2 separate regions of the Mus musculus genome follow, and region 1 is linked to region 2. A link is a contact called in public HiChIP or PLAC-seq data. All regions are on one chromosome and are shown on one strand. Each heading gives the region's core, a stretch centred on a gene start, on an enhancer-like site or on the middle of the called end of the contact. The rest is flanking DNA. Distances are from core to core; before and after follow the strand shown. Region 1 overlaps Cntn1 (contactin 1). Region 2 has its middle 86 kb from the start of Cntn1.

The links. HiChIP or PLAC-seq counts read pairs in DNA pulled down with a chosen protein or histone mark.
Region 1: an H3K27ac HiChIP or PLAC-seq map of oligodendrocyte precursor cells shows a contact between it and region 2, with 6 times the contacts expected there. The contact joins two enhancer-like sites. A contact is called at or near these places in 2 of 484 Hi-C or Micro-C datasets (cerebellum and uterus) and 2 of 115 datasets of contacts at active chromatin or transcription factors (oligodendrocyte precursor cells and stem cell-derived neural progenitor cells).

Annotation. Positions count from the first base shown.
Region 1 is chr15:92,097,853-92,101,551 of GRCm38.p6, forward strand. All of the region lies in intron 1 of Cntn1 (contactin 1), which reads left to right. Among named protein-coding and RNA genes, the nearest start is that of Cntn1, 49 kb to the left of the region's middle. Within about 2 kb of position 1,774, at least 9 of the 459 cell types and tissues checked have an H3K27ac peak or open chromatin away from gene starts, as enhancers often do. A contact at or near this core is called in oligodendrocyte precursor cells, where this site is marked.
Region 2 is chr15:91,963,317-91,966,973 of GRCm38.p6, forward strand. It overlaps the pseudogene Gm18979. Among named protein-coding and RNA genes, the nearest start is that of Cntn1, 86 kb to the right of the region's middle. Within about 2 kb of position 1,990, at least 12 of the 459 cell types and tissues checked have an H3K27ac peak or open chromatin away from gene starts, as enhancers often do. A contact at or near this core is called in oligodendrocyte precursor cells, where this site is marked.

The sequences.
Region 1 (3,699 bases), core at 524-3,023, 130 kb after region 2:
TGAAGACAACACAGATCCTCTGTGTCAGGTGTTTCTGTTAGATTTTTAGAATGAGAACTCTAACTATTGATTTGATGGTGTAGATTTCATTAGGACTTAAAAACTTATTACATAGAGAGGCAAAAAGTTAAATCTGATTGAATTGGGCTTTGAATGTCATAAACAGAAGCAATCATGAAAGATCTAGGGTTTTCCATAAAGGGCCATGGAAGGCAGTGGTGGATTCATGTAAACATGGGCTCAAGGGAAGCTGGCTACCATTTCATGATGGCAATGTTTTATGAAAGAAGTTAGTAGCTGGACCCTATGACAGAGGTCTGTAATTCAGCTACTGGGGATGCTTAGGCAAGAGGATCACAGTTTGAGGCCAACCGGAGTTACAGAGTTATTTTAGGGCCAACCTAGGCAACTTAATGAGACCCTGCCTCAAAATAAAATGAGCCTTCTGATCAGTTATCTAATTCCAAGTGGTTCTCTGTGAGAGTTCACACACATGCACGCACATACATATTAGCAGCACTGAATGGACTCAGTAGCAGATTCTATTTATATATGTATACACATATATAATAATTAAATAGGAAGAAGTCATGGACTTGAGAGAGAACGGGGTTACTATAGGAAGAATTGGAGGGGCAGAGGGGAGGTTAGAAATGACATAGAGTCAGAGACTGCCATATCCGGGGATCCATCCCATAATCAGGTTCCAAACACTGACACCATTGCATACACTAGCAAGATTTTGCTGAAAGGACCCTGATATAGCTGTCTCTTGTGAGACTATGCCAGGGCCTAGCAAACACAGAAGTGGATGCTCACAGTCAGCTATTGGATGGATCATAGGGCTCCCAATGGAGGAGCTAGAGAAAGTACCCAAGGAGCTAAAGGGATCTGCAACCCTATAGGTGGAACAACATTATGAACTAACCAGTACCCCGGAGCTCTTGACTCTAGCTGCATATGTATCAGAAGATAGCCTAGTCGGCCATCACTGGAAAGAGAGGCCCATTGGACTTGCAAACTTTATATGCCCCAGTACAGAGGAACGCCAGGGCCAAAAAGTGGGAGTGGGTGGGTAGGGGAGTGGGGGGGAGGGTATGGGGGACTTTTGGGATAGCATTGGAAATGTAAATTAGGAAAATACCTAATATATATATAAAGAAATTCTCAAATCTAAAATAAGTTCAGAAGAAAAGTAAAACAAAAAAGAGGTTGGAATATCATCCAGTGATAGAGTATTCACCTATAAGGTAGAAGCTGTGAGCCTGAGGATCATGCCATAGAATGAATAAACAAACATATAAATAGAGATGGAGATGTAGGAACATATTTGGGTTATAATAGGATCATTCAGCAGAGAAGAATTCAGCGAGGTGGGAGAGAAGGTGGAAAGGGTGAGGACCATCTCAGAAAATATCTAAGTTCTGCCTGGGTTCCAGTATATGGAAGTGTTACAGGAGCAGGGAAATTGGGCAAAGTCAAAGATATTTTATCTTGGCACATTGATGGACTGAGGGGTACTCTCTCTCTCTGAATTTCTGAAGATCAAACCTCGAGCAGCTGTTAAGCAAACAACTTGATCTTCCACCTAAGGACTTTATATAATCAATGGCAGTATTTGGAAACAGTGCCAATCAGTGTAGAGTGCCATGTATGTGTCTGAAGATGCTTCTAGGTCGAGCATCACCAGTCATGTGACTAAAGGACACGACCCTTCAGCTGCTTCTGTAAAGTGGCTGGGTATCTGGGTGTTCAGTTTCAGTGGTGTTACCTCGGTCAGATGAGCATACAGTAGCTGGTAATTGACAGCACATCTGCAGAGTCTCCTGACCTACATCTTGAAGCTCTTAAATATAAATGCAGTTTTAAAGTACTTAACGTTTACCTGAAAAATATTAGAATAATTTTCTTCATTTTTATTTAAAATTTCATTTCAAAGTTTTATTTATAAAATAGTTTTTGCAAGATACTTGTATAGTGTTCTTTGATGAACAACTAAATAAGATAAATTGAAGCTGTAGAGTTCTCAACATGTGTAGGCTAACATAAGAACAAGCCCCTCCATTGTGTCTAGTGTAGTTCCCTTGTTTCTGATAGATGAGTTTGGCTACAGTGCCTGCTTTGTTTGTGTGCAGTAGCCCAGGCTTTGGGGCCATTTCCCTTGTCCTAAATTCACTGTCAGAACTACAAGTGTGACATATTCATTGTCCCTTGAATAATGCCTGTCTAAAATCCAAGAAGCAAGGTCCTTAAAACTTTTGTGTTTCTTTTCTTATTTGTTTTACAAACTCGCTTTTGGACAACTGAACTATATAAAGGCCTTAGAAGTGGTGTAAACTTCATGTGATTTTGGAAAGTATCTATGTTGTGTGTGGGTGTAGCAAAGCTTGCCCCACATTCTCTCTTTGGTAACAATATTAATAGACACTATCCAAGTGTGTGTCTCAACTTGTAATTATTTTGTTTAAATCAAAATAAGGCCATTCTGTAGTGCATAATATTGTTTGTAATTGTATTATTCATTCTCAGAAACTTCAAACTTATTCTTTGGGGGCTAGTATCTGGAACATTAAGATGATATGATTATTAAAATCATCATGTTAAACCTACTTACACATTTTTCAAAAGATATATACTATCTAGCTTGTAAAAGCAGTAGATTGTGTTTAATTTTTATGTTTTTCTGCATGACTAAGAGAACCAAATGCGTGATGAGTGCCCAGATATCTCCTTCAATGCATTTGCTTCATGATTAAAATTAAGTTTAAGGATATTCTACGACCATTTAAGCAACAGGTGTGAGATGTAAAGAAGCCACACGTCTTCTCATAATTACGCTTTGTGCCATTGACCTCAGTGATGGGAGTCATTAATATTTCCAAACACAGCACAGGTTGTGGCAGGAAGGAAACTGGACTTTGATATCCTGGAATAAGTCTTTTTGTTTCAAGGCCTTCCTCAAGATTCTAGCAATGGGGACCAAGTCCTTCCCTGGGATGGAGAAAGGACTGTCCTTCCCTTCCTTCTTAGACATCACTCATCGCTCTGTCTTGCTTTTGTTGTGGTGCTTTTATTTATTTGAATTGTTCATAGTGTAGTTTATACTCAAAAGGATTCTGGGCATGGACAACCTTCAGGAAAGTGATGATGACATATAACTTGATGATTGAGAAGCAGCCACTCGATAAGCTGACACCCATTTTAACTTAATTTTTAACATACTGTTCAAAATAAGTGTCGTAGAGAACCGAGGCCATGTACTTCACAGTCTTCCAATTTGTTTTGTGATCTTGATGGTGTTCCTGTAACAATATCAGAATGCTTCCACCTTCTTCAGAATTATGCATTTAGTTTCTTTCTGTGTTAATTAAATTTCCTCATGGTGATAAAATGCCCTACATAAGTAACTTGGAAGGACAAGTATTCTGTGTTCAGTCCATAACCCTCTCTGCTCAGCCATTTCTGGGTATGTCATGGCAACAGGAGCACATGGCAAAGACTGCTCCCCTCAAGGCAGACTGGAAACAGAGAAAGAGAGGTTGGATCAGATGTCCCTTTAAGGGCATACCTCCAGCTATCCATCCCGTCCTACAGTCTCTACCACTACAGTGCCACCAGCTGGGGACCAAGTTGTGAACATGTGAGCAACTATAAGGCAACCATATTCAAACCACAGCAACTGCACTATAGCCCTGTCAT
Region 2 (3,657 bases), core at 740-3,239:
CACATATACTGTCACTGAAGCTCCTAAGGAAGAGCTTAGGGTATACTTTATATCTAATGGCAGCAGCTGCCCTTATTGGTGTAAGAGCAAAGCTCCTGATTTTACCCATTTGACTGGTTTGGACAAGATGTCTAAGGGACACATATTAGTAGATATCATAGCCATCACAGGTACCCAAAACATTGGGTTTGGAGAGCTGGACCCATAAGCAAAAGCCCCACCTTTGATCTCTCTTGCCTGTCAGCTTCCTCTTACAGGCCTGTCCCTCATGGAAGATGGCTAAGCAAGTACAGGATCTCTGTGCATGTTCTAGAATTAGCCATCTTCCCCACACATGCACAAAAAAGAAAGAAAATGGTTTAGCAGTGTCAAGGTAGGCTTTTTTTTTTAAATATTCAAATAGACCATTTTCTTTTTATAGTTCCAGGATCTAAATACTGAATATTCATCGAGAAAGCTAACAGAGCAGCCTATTCTTTTTTATGTTGTTTCCTACTCAATCTCATTGTGATACTTATAACTATGCTAAATGACAATGACACTTTGATTTTTCTTGTCTTTTTGTCTCACTCCCTTGAATGGAATAAAATGGATTCCCCTAAGCTAATGGCTACATGACAAATTTCCTATGGCATTTTTGTTTGTTTGTTTGTTTGTTTTGTTGTGGTTTTTTTTTTGTCTTTACAAAGATAGCATGTTTCAGCTGTAAAGCCCCACTGAAAAAAATGTAAAGTATAACTGAAGGATCTTAAATAATATCTAAACAGTCATGTCTCAGAGGTACTAAGTAAATGCTGACACAAAGAGAGAGACAGCTTCATTCCTGCATTGTGGTCACAATGTGTCTCTGACCCTGAGCTCTGAATCTGAGGCTACCTTGGTCTACAGAGCAAGTTCCAGAATGGCCAGGGCTATACAGAGAAACCCTGTCTTGAAAGAACCAAATAAATAAAGTTTGTCATACAGTAGAATTAGACAATGGACCACTAGAACACAATAGAAATGTTATTGTTGAATTTATTACAAATACATGTACATCACACATTTAAAATAAAATAGCTTGAAAGCATGTGTTTGTAAATGGCCTTTAATTTTCCTTTCCCCAAAGCCTAAACATCCATATAAAACCTTGGATAGAACTTGATTATCTGATCATTTATAACCATTAACAGGCAAGGAGTCTAAATTTCTTTTGCCATAAGTACAATTAGGGTCAAATAGTAAATAAGGCTAGGCAATAGGATGATAAATGTGTGTGAAGCTTGTAATTTAAATTATTTCATTGTAGTTTATCTAGAAGAATAATTTCTGATGGAGTATTTGTACCTGTAGGTCAGTGTTAGCTTGCCCATAAGCGAGATTAGGAAACCATGGTGTATAGACAAAGCATTCTTAGACTCAGGCCTAGGCTCAAATCTTTCATTCCTGAATACTCTCTTAAAGAATGGGAACACTCACTTTTGTGATGCTTAAAAGAATGAAGCCACTGATCAATGCTTTTACTCCCAGCAAGGACACTATCTTCTCAGGTGCTAATGAGTTCTCCCATATTATATTTGCAGATTGGCCTCTGCAGGTTAGGAACTCATCATTGCTGAGGGAATTAATTCTATCTCTAAAGATGCCTGATTACCAGAAAGCTCTGGAGGTATTTCTCTTGGAATTTAAGCACAGTGTATCACAAGCAGATACACTCTTTGCAGTGCCAAACTTGGGGTTTGTTATTTTCAATATAATTTATAATTATTTCAAGGCAAAATAGATCCTGGGGATGCTTTCCATTTGAGCAATATTTCCTTGTAACGTTTCTTACCAGTGTGCCTTCGACAGATAGATGCCTTTGCCGATTATGTCTGCTATTACCTCATTAATGAATATGAATGTGTGGCTCTCCCATTTCCTTTCATGGCGAGCACATCTGGTACTCATAAACACTGCTGGACCCATCCACAAAGAGGGGTAGTTCATGAAGCTTCTTGAATGCGCCCGGTGCTGGCGAGAGCAGCTTGGCTTGCTCTGAATGCTTCGCTTCACACCCTCCATACTGTGCGAGTGTGTGAAGCCACACACTTCTTTCTGACAGTCTGTGCTTCCTTGGTACCCAGGCTAACATCAAAGGTCGTCTTCTATCTTCTGGGTGCACCAGTTGCATCCCAGAGTATCTCCTAAGCCTGATGTTTTCGCGGTTCTGCAAATCAATAGGGCCATCTGCCCCGCTGGAAGTGGCTTTGCCATCTGGCTTGGAGAAATTGGGTCAGAGCTTACTGCTTCAAAGTAAACAGTTAGTAAATCTTCCCTCCGCGGAAGCACAATATACAATCATAAAGAGATCATCTTTGAAAGCTAGAATTACCCCTTTTTTGTATGACCCTCACCTAAGTTACCTATGTTTGCTGACCAGGAAAGCAATAGTCTTCTGTCATTATGGGAAACCTAAGTACGTGCCATGTGTTTTCTCTTCATTGTCTTTGGCACTCATAGGAACCACGTGTAAGGTTGTTTCCTGACTTAACTGTAGTAAGAACTGTTTAAGCTTATGCCCGACTAGCTTACAAATAAATGAGACTCAGACTACAGCTATTTTCTTTGGCTTTGACAACTCCTGGGGGTCACCCATAATCTACTCTTCTGACTGCAGGCTTGGCTACCTCCCCAGCGGTGTACCCCAGACATTTGCTCTTTCTCCTGGCCACATGTTGATGGCTCCTCTCTCCTCATGACAGCTTCCTCCTCCATGCCCGTTTTCCTCTTTATTCTGGGCTTCTCCTCCACCAGCAAGGTCACTCCTAATCCATCTACCTCCAATCCCTCCAGTAATTGGCTGTAGCCAATTTTTTTTAACCAAAAGTTTTAAATCAAGGAACAAGGTTTGCACAACAAAAGCTTGTAAACATGAAAAGTCATGAGTAACCCTAGACCTTTTGTCTATACATATAGCATTACAATACTTATTGCAATGTATAGCAATAGACCAAACTTCAACGCTTAACGCATATGTACCCATTCAGAGAACCTCACCATGAAGCCTGAGGATGTAATCCCAGCAGAAGCACATGCTGGGATCAACACTGCCTCACACACTAGGGCCTCATACCAGGCTCCCACGGTCCAAGTCCAGAACCTGGCTGGCTCTTTGTTGGCTTATGTGCCAATCACTGATGCTCTGGAAGGTGGTAGGTTTCTATTTTAATACTATTATCAGGGTTTTACTACAGTCAAATAACAAGCCAGCACAAATTTCAATACAGACAGTGTCTGCCCTCTAGCAGTTTCCAAAGGCAGATTTGAGGGCAATGAGAGACTCCTGTAAGATTTCTGTTGAGACACGTCTGCCATTCTGGCTTTCAGTTCGCTCTCCATTGCAAGGATTTGTTCACTTAACTGAAGAAGCCATTTTAAGACAACTTATCAGTATTCATAAGAGAAGGAGAACGTAAGTAGCCTGTCAGTGTGATTAAAGAGAAAATGTCTTCTAGTCAAAACTGCTAAATCATCTCACATAATTTTCAGTGAAAAAGAAGACTAAACCCATAAGCACCAGTGTCCCAGCTAGAGATCAAAGGGTGACACAAAGCAAAACCTCATATAATATTGAATAATATATATATATACATATATTATATATAACATATAATAACATATATGTGTGTTTGTATG